2 separate regions of the Zea mays genome follow, and region 1 is linked to region 2. The links are chromatin contacts, called in public Hi-C maps. All regions are on one chromosome and are shown on one strand. Each heading gives the region's core, a stretch centred on a gene start, on an enhancer-like site or on the middle of the called end of the contact. The rest is flanking DNA. Distances are from core to core; before and after follow the strand shown.

Region 1 (6,093 bases), core at 3,052-5,551, 310 kb after region 2:
CACTCGGGCTCCGCGCCCACTACTGATCAGGGGTTCGAAGGCTGGCCCCCCGAAGGGTTTGACAGCTGCCTCAGAACACGCAGAGCGAGGGATGACTCTTGGTACGTCCGATACATGGCCGAGGCTCGGGCTACGCTCCCGAGGTACCCTAGGACATTTCTGAGACCAGCAGGAGCGATTCTGTAACGGAATCCCATCAGAGGGAGGCATCGAGCCCTCGGACCCTATCAAACGGGACCGGGTCCGGCAAATCACCTGCAGGTACTTTTGGAGCGCGCCTCTGGGCCACTAGCCGACCCTTATCAAACGGGGCACGGGCATCCACTCGGATCACCCGTTAGCAACTCACTGGAGACACCATGTTCGGCGCCCTCCGAGGGCAACATGGCGCTTTCCCCCCTCCTCCTTGCGGAAAGGCGACGAAGGGGCGTATGAAAAAAAAGTCGAGTCAGTCCTTGACCGTCCTCTCGCCCTGTGCGGAGGCTCGGGGGCTGCTCTCGCAAACCCGGCTCCGGCCAAACCGTTGACAGCGTCAACATACCAGCCCGAGAACTCGGAATCTGACTATGCACCCAGGCAACGACCAGTTCGCATGAGGGAACAACCAGACCGGTCGAGGCATCACGAAAGGCATTAAGACCTCGAAGGAGTCAAACCACTCCTCCGAGGCCTCGGGGGCTACACCCGGCGGGTGCGCTCGCGCGCACCCTCCGGAACAAAATGTAACCAAGAAAGGCCGGTCCCTTTGCAAAAAAGTGCGACAAAGCCTCCAAGCGAGTACCAACACTCCCTTTGAGGCTCGGGGGCTACTGTCGGGGACCATAATTAGGGGTACCCCCAAGACTCCTAAAACTCGGCTGGTAAACACCATCAGCACAAAGCTGCAAAGGCCTGATGGGCGCAATACAGGACAAAGATCTGTCCACTCAAGGGACATGATCTCGCCTCGCCCGAGCCCAGCCTCGGGCAGGAACAGTAGACCAAGGCAGATTCATGCCTCGCCCGAGAGCATCCTCAAGTAACAGGCGCACCTTCGACTCGCCCGAGGCCCAGATCGGGCAGGCTTCGCAGTGAAGCAACCTTGGCTAGATCGCCGCGCCAACCGACCGCATCGCAGGAGCATTCAATGCAAGGATCGCCTGACACCTTATCCTGACGCGCGCTCCTCAGTCGACAAGGCCGAAGTGACCGCAGTCACTTCGCCCCTCCACTGACTGACCTGACATGAAAACAGCGCCGCCTGCGCTGCTCCGACTGTTGTGCCACCCGCCAGGGTGAGGCTGACAGCCACCAAGTCCGGCCTCAGGCGCCATAGGAAGCTCTGCCTCGCCCGACCCCAGGGCTCGGACTCAACCTCGACCTCGGACGACGGTCTCCGCCTCGCCCGACCCCAGGGCTCGGACTCAGCATCGACCTCGGAGGAGTCTCCGCCTCGCCTGACCTTGGGCTCGGACCGACCACGTCGCAGGGGGGTACATCATTACCCTACCCCTAGCTAGCTCAAGCTATGGGGAACAAGACCGGCGTCCCATCTGGATCGCCCCGGTAAACAGGTAATGATGGCACCCCGCGTGCTCCATGACGACGGCGGTTCTCAGTCCCTTACGAAAGCAAGGAGACGTCAGCAAGGACCCGACAGCCCCGATAGCTGTGCTTCCGTAGGGTTTAAGCGCTCCTCCGACGGCCACGACATCACATGAACAGGGCACCAACACCTCTCCGACAACCACGCCGGCATGTACATAGGACTCTGGCTCCTCTCTGCCGGACACGTTAGCACACTGCTACACCCACCATTGTACACCTGGGCCCTCTCCTTACGTCTATAAAAGGAAGGTCCAGGGCCCTCGTACGAGAAGGTGGCCGCGCGGGAGGACGGGCTGACGAACAGGCTCTCTCTCTATCCCTCGCGAACACTTGTAACCCCCTACTGCAAGCGCATCCGCCCTGGGCGTAGGACAACACGAGCCACGGTTCCCCTTATTGTTCCCCCTTGTGTTCCGTCTCGCGCCGACCCATCTGGGCTGGGACACACAGCGACAATTTACTCGTCGGTCCAGGGACCCCCCGGGGTCGAAACGCCGACAAGTTTATTATTTACTGTTCATGATAAGATCATTATGTTAATTGAAACATGGAGAACCACCCGGAAAAAAGTGGTACCACAAGGGTGGTATGAGACGCCCTTGGCTGACTAACTAGGAAAGCTAGTGGAGGACTACCTTACCCGATAGTGGCAAGGGTGTAACACCCTAGGTGTTAAGCGTCACTAAAAATTGAAGCATTGCATCATCTTAAGCATTATCATCACATGTGGTCATCCATAACAATTGACCATGTGTTGCATTCACTTTAAAATGATATAACTTGTTTTGCCTCTGCATGATTTATGATTTGGGGTGAAGTTGTGTTTTGAGTTTTGTTAAAAACTCAATTTAAGATTTAGATTTGGCACACTCAATTAAAAATTAAAAGTGAAATAAATTCTATTTTATTCTTTGGTGCAAGGTGGGTACTTTGGTACCAAATAAATCGTTTAACCGAGTAGTATGGGACAAGTCATTAACAATTGCCGAAGTGGGCTAATAATAGGATCAAAGCTAATTTTTATGGCTAAACGTTTCAATTTCTAAACCATAAGGAATTAGGGCGTTGTTATTTAAGTAATTTTAAAATTAAGAAAGCCGTCCAGTTGTGTCGGCTCGTGCCAAGTAAGTTCGGAGCAACACAACATCGATTAAAAATTTGGAATCAAACTTAAGGCAAATAATCACCTTCAAAATCGTTGTTTAGAACCCATAAGTGGAATTTAAGATTTAGCCATATATTTGTCAGCGGTCAAAATATAAAAGTTGTGGGGCTTTAAAAACCAAGTAACTTTCATGGAGATTGTCAAGTTTTGTGGAAGAATTCAAAGTAATTTGCAAAGTTTTAGTTTTTTGTTCAGTTTTGGAATTCTGAAAAAAAAACAGCGACCTTGAGCTGACTTTGGACCTCTATAATTTTCGATCCATGAACTTTTAGCAGACGATTTTTATATTAAAATTGAAGAGCTATAGTAGAAGAGTAATTTTTATTAAAGATCATGCCCTTGAAATTTCTTGGAGCTACAATAAAATCTTACTCAAATATAGGCTGTCAGACTTTGGGTTTCAGACCTAGTACAGTTAACTGAAGCTGAATTTCAGTGTTCTGTGACTGATTCTGGAGCTTTGTTGTACTTAATCCGTGGAGTTGTGAGTTAATGTTAAGATCAAAACTAGATATAATTGTGCATTTAAAAATTCGAATCAGAGACAAGAGTATAGATATGTACATAAAAAGAGATGTATGGAAAATCTAACTTTTCCATTTCTCTACCGTCAGCTCCCTTTCCTTATCCCTTCATCACTTTGTTCGGTCGGCAAGTTGAACAGGTGTTTCTCTCTCACGCCATCTCTCTACTTCACATCTTCTGCTCCCTCCACGTAGGTGCATAGCTGTGTTTATCTCCTTACATAGGTGCTGGCTGTAGACTTGTACGTCTCCTTCACAAAAATCAGGCAAACACTCAGGTTCCCGGAAAGAAAAATCCCACCTGCTGCTTGTTCCTGTCCGTGCTCGGCCTCGCCCAGGCAGCATCTTCCTAGGCCGGTTCGCTCCACCAGTCGCGAGCTTGGCTTCCAGCTGCGGTCGACGGCGTCGTCTTCAACCGCCGCACCCTGAAGTCTTCAATGTCAGCTCGCCCTACCCTCAACGAACCCAGTCGGGACCATTCTCCTGTGCCGTGCAGGTTCCGCCCCTGCGGGCTTCCCTATGGTTCAACACGTCGGCCGCTGCCTTTGTGTTTTGCAGTGCTCGGACTTTGTCTCCCTCGTGCCTTCACTTCATCGGTGCTCAGCTTCTACCCCACCGTTTTGTCCCTCTGCTCGTCGACACCTCTCTCCGCTGCTGCCTAGTGAGCACCACCCCTCGCCTAGAGCTTCATCCTCTCCTCTCATGCCTGGCGTAGCTGCATCTTCCACTGCATCACCGCCACCTTGGGGGTGGCTAGGATTCTGCACCCCACCACAAGCTCGTCGTCTCTGTTCGATCCCTTCCTAGTCGCACCCCCAGGTGTGCACACTCCGCTGCTCGCCGCGCTTGGTCTGTGCCATTGTCTCCTTGAGCCCCGACCTCGCCTCTGCTGCACCTGCGCCCGTTCGTCATGCCCAGCCACTCTGATGTGCACCGCATCGATCAGCTCCAGCAGGACTGGCGGCCGTACGTATTCGACCGGCGCTTTCATTGTCGTAGCGCCGTCGTTCGGTAGTCGCAATTAGTGCTGCGAATTCGACCGGGCCAGCCCGGCCTAAGCCATCGTGCTTCGTGCTAAACGAGTTCGGGCCAGTAAAGCCCAAAAGATTTTTGAACCGTGCCGTGTCAGTCCGAATTGTAAAAACAGTGGCTCTAAACCACATCGTACCTTCTTTAGGCCGTGCCGGTCCAAACCCGGCCCGTATATTTGATCATATAAAATTAAAATATTACAACCATATAAAGTTTATAGCTTACTAAATTAAAGATATTAAACAATTATAGCATCATTTGACTACATAAACTAAAAATATAACAATAATATAAAGTCGATATCTTACTAAATTAAAGAAATTAAATAGATTGGTTTAATTGGGCCGTACCGGCTTAAGTCCAACCCATCTATGTGGGCCGTGCCGAGGGCCCGACGGGCTGGAAATTGAGGCCCGGTCCAAGCCCGTCTTCGGACCGTGCTAGCCCGGCCCATATTATTTCGTGCCAGTGCTTTGGGCTCCTATTTTTGGGTCGTGCTCGTGCTAGCCCGAAAAGCCCAGCCCATACTCCTAGCACTAGTCGCAATATTTTTGATTTGTGTGGTGGTGATTGGTATTTCTATGTGTACGTGCTTACAAGTTTAGTCCCTTCAGGTTATTTTTTTATTGTGTTGCGCTCATTTAACCCCGTCCGGTTCACTCGCACGCCACGTATTTGGTGAATTGTCTGAATCGGAACTCATTGCCGTTTTTGCAACATTCGAACCGGATTAGCAATAGTGAGATGATTCATTAATCATTTAGCTAGTTTGATGTATGAATACGTACGATAAATTTATTGGTTGGTATTAAAATCGTAATGTGTGCGTGGATGTGGGGGTAAGTCCAGGGAATTGATGCATGTGCGGTTTTGGTCGACCGGTGGCCTGCGTCATCAGTCTGCACCTTGTGTCTATGCTATATGCTTGTAAATCACAGTAGTGCGATTAGTGGTCGGAAGGAATTTGATCGTGAAGAAAAATAAATTTCTGTACGTCTCATGCTAGATATCCGGAAAAATGCCTAAATTAGGTTCGCCACCAATTTGGCGAATCTTCACTCGGCTTTGGTATTGCGTAGGCGTAGATTCTCTTGCAGTACGGTTTGATTTTAGGGTTTGTTCAGTTAGATAACCGGTCTAAATCTAGTTAAGAGATACATTTTTTTAATAGAGTAAATACTTAGGAAATTACGAAGAATGGATAAATAGTTTTAATGGTTTTTATAGTGTTGGATGAGGTCCATGCTGTATGGATTTCGATTAATTCATGGCAACTTTTAGTTTTCATGGCAACTTTTAGTTTTTTTTCAGAAGCGTTAGCAATCTTGTTAGGGTAGTAATTAGATTTTTGTTGGTAATTAAGTGGAAATTATTTGTGAATGAAAGATATAATTGAGATTTTATGATTTAGATTCTTTTTCATGCATGTATGTTCACCTCATTATGGCATCGTGATCATAGCATGCATCTTTACTCTACGTATAGATCACGTTATCCGTGGATCAATCGCTTGGTGAAACAATTTCCTAGAGGCTGGTCATCACCCTGAAGACTTATGAAATTTTATTTCCTTAGTCTTCGGCTATTCTCTGCAACAAAGGCAAGCCCCGGTGCATTCACCACTTCCCTTGTTGTTTACAAAACTTTTATAACTTGATATGATGCATTAGGTGATAGGAGTTGCATGATCAAACAACTGATGCATTACCATCCATGAGAATTTGAATGATTATTCCTTGATACCTGTTTTACGCAAAACTAGTGCTGCTTAGCCCGGCTTAATGA
Region 2 (5,547 bases), core at 1,660-4,159:
AAGCACTTCGTGGCCGAAACTTACCAAGAAGGGCCCATAATGTGTATTCAAGAAGAAATTCTGTTGCTGCACAAAATATGTCAGAGGCTGAAGAGGAAGATGAAGATGAAGAAGATGTTCCACATGATGATGCAGAAATCACAGATTGTGAAGATGAATCTAATGGTGGCAATGATGGTGAAGAAGGGGAGGCACCCAATATCCCAGGAGAGTTTGATGATGATTTTTGAGCGACGGGGGAGTAGCTATTGCTAGATTGCATTAGCATATTTGCTGCATTACTAACTGCAGCTAGTTACTATTAATTATGCCATTACAAACTATCTATGTGGCTATTTCAGATTTGGTATTGTGCTGTTTTAAATTTTGTGACTTGCTATTGTTCCTTTAGAAACTACTTTGTGGCTATTTCAGATCCACTATTGTGCTATTGTGAATTTGTGATGATTTCTAGTTTATGAGCTGTAACATCTGTTTGGTACTTTAGTTGCTTGGTATTTTGTTATAGGCTAACAGTTGTTTGTAACAGCTACTAAGGCGTCGCCTAGGCGCCCGCCTAAGTCGCCTAGGCGGTCAGGCGGTGGCTGGGCGCCTAGTTCCGCCTAGCCGCCTTTTAAACCATGGCTGGAGCAATAAGAGATAGGGGGAAAATCCCTGTAAGTTTATTTCTAAATTCTCTTTGTATTAACTGAAATATGCAGTTTATGTGTTTGCGACTAAACTTACAATGTTTGTCTACTTCAGTGCTATGGTGGGGTGCATATGGAGGGTTTGCTTTCGAACTACAAACCCTTGCAAAAAGAGTTATAAGCCTCTGTTGCTCGGCCTCTGGTTGTGAGAGAAACTGGAGTGAATTTTCAGCAGTAAGTGTCTCTACTTTGTTGTTTGTTCAATGTTCATATGCAGTAACTGAAATATGCAGTAAGTGTTTGATGACTTCTTGAATTTGCATGTGTAGATCCACACCAAGAAGAGGAACCGGCTAGAGCATCAAAGGTTATGCAAGTTGGTCTATGTGAGCTACAACAGGAAGATGAACAACAGATTTACAAAGATAAGAGAGCAAGGTTCAAAGGGAAAGAAAAGCAACCCACTAGTGCTTGAAGAGCTTTTGTGGGAAAATGAGTGGGTTTAGGAGTCTGAAGAAGGTGAGGAGCTTTGGAGTGCAGTAGATGAAGTTTTAGGTGCAACTCAAGCTACCCAGGGCAGAAACTTGCCTAGGGCAGCAGCTACACGTGGTGGGAGGACCTACTCCGAGACCTATGTTAGGAGTAGGAAGCGCCAAAAAGTTACAGTGGCTCAGGACTTGCAGCAAGGAGATGGCAGTGGCAGTGACAGTCACAACAAAAATGATCATCGAGAGCCAACTCAAAATGACCAAGATGCTGCAGAAAAAGCGATTGATGATGAAGAAGAATCTGGAGCTGCTGGTGATCAATTCAAGCTGGATGATGATCTCATATAGCCATATAGGTGTTGCCTTCTTGGACCTTGGTCATAGTCTAGTATCTATTGGTCTAGTAAGTTGTAGACTTGCAGTTTCATAGTCTTATATAAATAATAAACTTGTTGTTGTGTTGTTATGGACTATTTAAGTATTTATACTGCTGCAAGCCTCTATACTATATAATTATATATCTATATATCATATATGTCCTGGAATACACAGGACGACCAGGGGGACGATTAGGGTCGATCAGGGGCGACTAATCGCCCTGATCGACGCCTAATCGCGACTAATCACCTGATCGCCCAGTGGCTTCGATCAGGCGATCTGAAAACTATGCCTGGACGCTTAGGCGGCGCCTAGGCGAGGTAGGCGGGCAAGGCGCCTAGGCGTTAGACCACCGCCCGGACGCCTAGGCGACGCCTTAAGAACAGTGGTTTGAGTTAAATAAAAATAACTGATGCCAGCTTTGCTCAAATCAACATTACTCCATGCAAGTCTCTATTTTTGGAGGGCTTGCCAAGTGTTAACAGCCATAAAGTTGGTTTCGATGGAAAATGGGACATGCCTGTGGTCCATCAGTCTAAAATAAAAGAATAAATTATAGTTTGGCTACCCCTTGCAAACTTTAGTGCACCATATAATTTATAACATCTCAACAAACATAGGACACTATTAATACCAGTGTAGTGTCTTAGGGGGTGTTTGTTTGGGATTATAATCTGCCCATATTATATAATCCAATAAATTTTGAACTAACACAGTACTGTTAATCTCGAGGTACAATTGGGCATATTGAGGAAGATTCAGACACGTACCTGAATCACCGCATCAGAAAACTTCCCCTTGACGGCCTCCTCAAGCTTCTTGTTATCGACCTAATCAATCAATTAAAGAAAGATGAGATCTGCATCCGCGCAGACTGGAGATCAAAATAACGAAAGAAACGTAGCTCACCAACAACACCGCGGAGCGGGGGAAGTATCGGAAGATGTGGTCTCCGACGCGCTTGGCGACTGGCGGGAGCTCGGTGTCGTCGCAGCGCGGGTTGGCGTGATAGTACCCGACGACGGCGAGGCCTTCGCCCTGGGTTGCGAAGTGGTCCTCGACGAGGGTGAGCGCGAGCTCGAGCGTGGGGAGCAGCGGCAGATGGTGCGGGTGGTGAGAAAGCGGCACGGCGTCAATGACCGAGACGACGGCCGGTGAGGACGAAGGCTCGACGAGGCGACCGACGAGGAGGCCGTTGACGGCGGTCGCCGGGTGCTTCAGTGCGTGCAGCGCCAGCTTGATGTACGCCGCCTGCGCCACCTCGTACCGGCACTCCGCTCCCATCTCCGCCGCCGCTGATTTCGTCCGGAGGATGATTTTTGGTGGGGAATGTGGAGATCCGGATGCTGATTTTGTTTTGGCTGCAGGGGCGTGAGATCTGATTTGATGGAGGTGCCGGATTTTTTTCAACGGATAGGCCAAATTTATCTATCTGTTCTATAATATAAAAGGATTATAAAAAATCAATAATAAATTACAAAATAACTTTTCAGGAGCTATCTTATTTTCTTCTATATCCATCGTTCTTACTATATTAAAGCTTCTGCGGTCGTCCTGCGTTATTTTTAAAAAAAATGTTTTATATATCTTTGAAATTAACTCGCGGCCTAGATTAAATGTAATCTATATCTTATTTATTCGCACAACAGTGTTCTCGTCGTCGTCGCCCTAGAAACAAATCTCGTCCATTTCGCAACAACCTCCACCAGCTTCTCCCTCGCAGACCAGATCAGATGACATTTATATCCTATTTATTCGCACAACAATGTTCTCTCCTTCGTCGCCCCTAGCAACAAATATCGTCCATTTCGCAACAATCTACGTCTGCTTCTCTCGTCGTTGCACACCCATGCCTCGCCTGCTCCTTAGTGGCCGCGCGTGCCTATGCGTGATGTCTCACTGCCCCTCTAATTCGCTCCCTTTCTTTTAATTCCCCTCGCTCACACACTACATTGAAACATGGCATGTGCAGGCTACGACAGCATCAGCGCGTGAGGCGCTGGAGGACGGTGGCGCGCGTCGACCATCGGTCTCGGCTGGCGCTCGTTCCACGCCTCGCTCTACTTCAAGGAGCAGCTCTAATCGGAAGGATGATATCTTGCATTTCCGAGACATTTGCTAGAATTTTGTTCCTAAGCAATCCGCTAGCGTTTATGATGTTATGGGATTACTAGCACTTATAATTGCAAATAAAAATGTCTAAACTTAATAGTAGGGTGTGTTTGAAAAAAGTCCTACATTAGTAACTCTGACTTTTGATATGGCATGACAGCTTTACGTTTGGAACAAGCATAGCCCTTTCATCCATATGACTATATGAGCTTTCTAGGTCTGTTCACCTTTACGACTGCATACTTACCATGGGTAGATGTTCTTTTGCCCCGTTTCTTGAATGCCCATCACCCTATGGATTCACATTTTAAGTAATTTTTATAGTGAACATATTTGTATGAAACCAATCATCTTTATTATGTGGTTATGTCTGAATGTTCCATGACATGCGAAATGTGGGATTCCGTTGGTTGCACGTCCTTTTATATTAGGTAGATTTTTTGAAACCTGAGAAAATGGATAAGAATACTTGTAGAAGAGGAATATGCATGATTATAGAGGAAAATGGATAAGAATACTTGTAGATGAAACCCGAGAAAACCATGGGTAGATGTATTTTGTATGACCCATAACCCAAGATGACATGGGTAGATTACTATGTCACCTTCAGTGTTGAAGATGTTTTTCATGTGCACACTTTTCTACTGCAAGTTTAAATTGTAGACGGTGTTCAGTCTGCAGTTTTTCAACTCATTTGACTATCTTTATACAGTTGAGCCTGGAGGTGTTCCATTGGAGATGGTTGAAGTTAAATCCTTCGTACATGTTCTGCCAATAGTTGTTGTTGCTTGTTTGGGGGCTACTATGTTTGGTTATCATCTATTCATCTTAGGTATGTACTTTATTGCTGCTACAAGATGCTTGTTCCTTAAGCACAATTGATTAAATCATAGTTTGCTACATTTTAATTAACAGAAATGAATAACGAGCTAGAAGTACGACAGTTCCATCTTTTCTACACTTCTCTTGTGAACACAAAAATTGTTATTTAATAGCATGAATCCATGTCATGGAATGTAGTGTGGTCAATGGCGCGCTTCAGTAGCTCGCCAAGGATCTTGGGATTGCAGAAAATGTTGTCTTGTAGGGTATGGCATACTTATACATGCTCAGCTTAATAGTTTTTCTTGGTTTTTGTAAAGAAAAATCTGATACTTGGAATGATTATGCCATGCAGTGTTTTTTAGCCAAGGAATACAATTGTCATGTTTTCTATAATAGTTGAAAGATGACAATAATCACTCAATGATAACAATTGCTTCTATTAGAGATCTTTGTGATATGGTTCACTAGACATCTGTTTGTTACTTGGGATGGGTGGTTAGCATATCCTTGGTTGTTCTAATGCTAATTCTTTTGTTGGTTGTGCAACAGGTAATATCTTAACCTCTATCAAAATAGTTGCTGAGCATGATGAGCGTGAGTTATCCCTGTCTCCCCGTGATGTTTGGTTCGGGAATTTTTGTTATGTTTTCCATTATGGGAATAGTACATGTTATCAACTTTTATGAAGGAAAGTAAACTAGATGCATTAATTTAAGAGCAGTTGTCTAACCCACTTATCTAGTGATTGCGAAAAATGGATTTTGGTCCTTCTTCTAAGATTCATTCGCTTCAACTGCGGAAAGAATATGCTTAATTTTACCTCATTATCTTTATATTTCCTTCTTGTAATTTTTTTTCTTGTGCAAAATAGAAATGCTCATTTGGGGATATGAGAATTTAATAGAGAATTTTGATAGATAATTTTGTAAGGCTTGATAGAGAATTTGGGGGATATGATAGAAAGGCTCATTGTGGAGTGCGATAGGAAAAATTAGAGGACTCTGAAACGGCTTGCGGATGACAATGCCAATGCTGTGATTGTGATATCAGTCTTTGAGGTTACTCTGGCATCTACTAGAACTCACTTATATACCAACCGTAAAAGTTTATTTGTA

Evidence for each region. Hi-C and Micro-C count contacts between places; a contact is called where the count stands out from the background.
Region 1: a contact with region 2 is called in a Hi-C map of ear, with 2.0 times the contacts expected there. The contact joins the enhancer-like site here to the promoter of LOC100276147 in region 2. A contact is called at or near these places in 3 of 25 Hi-C or Micro-C datasets (ear, leaf and tassel).

What each region holds. Positions count from the first base shown.
Region 1 is chr2:89,882,645-89,888,737 of Zm-B73-REFERENCE-NAM-5.0, forward strand. No RefSeq gene overlaps it. Among protein-coding and RNA genes, the nearest start is that of LOC103648781, 77 kb to the left of the region's middle. Within about 2 kb of position 4,302, at least 7 of the 20 cell types and tissues checked have an H3K27ac peak or open chromatin away from gene starts, as enhancers often do. A contact at or near this core is called in ear and leaf, where this site is marked.
Region 2 is chr2:89,572,442-89,577,988 of Zm-B73-REFERENCE-NAM-5.0, forward strand. It overlaps LOC100276147, which reads right to left and starts at 2,910. Exons shown (of 4, transcript NM_001150004.2): 1 at 2,405-2,910; 2 at 2,266-2,325. The coding sequence starts at 2,779. It overlaps LOC103646668, which reads left to right. Exons shown (of 3, transcript XM_035965317.1): 3 at 1-458.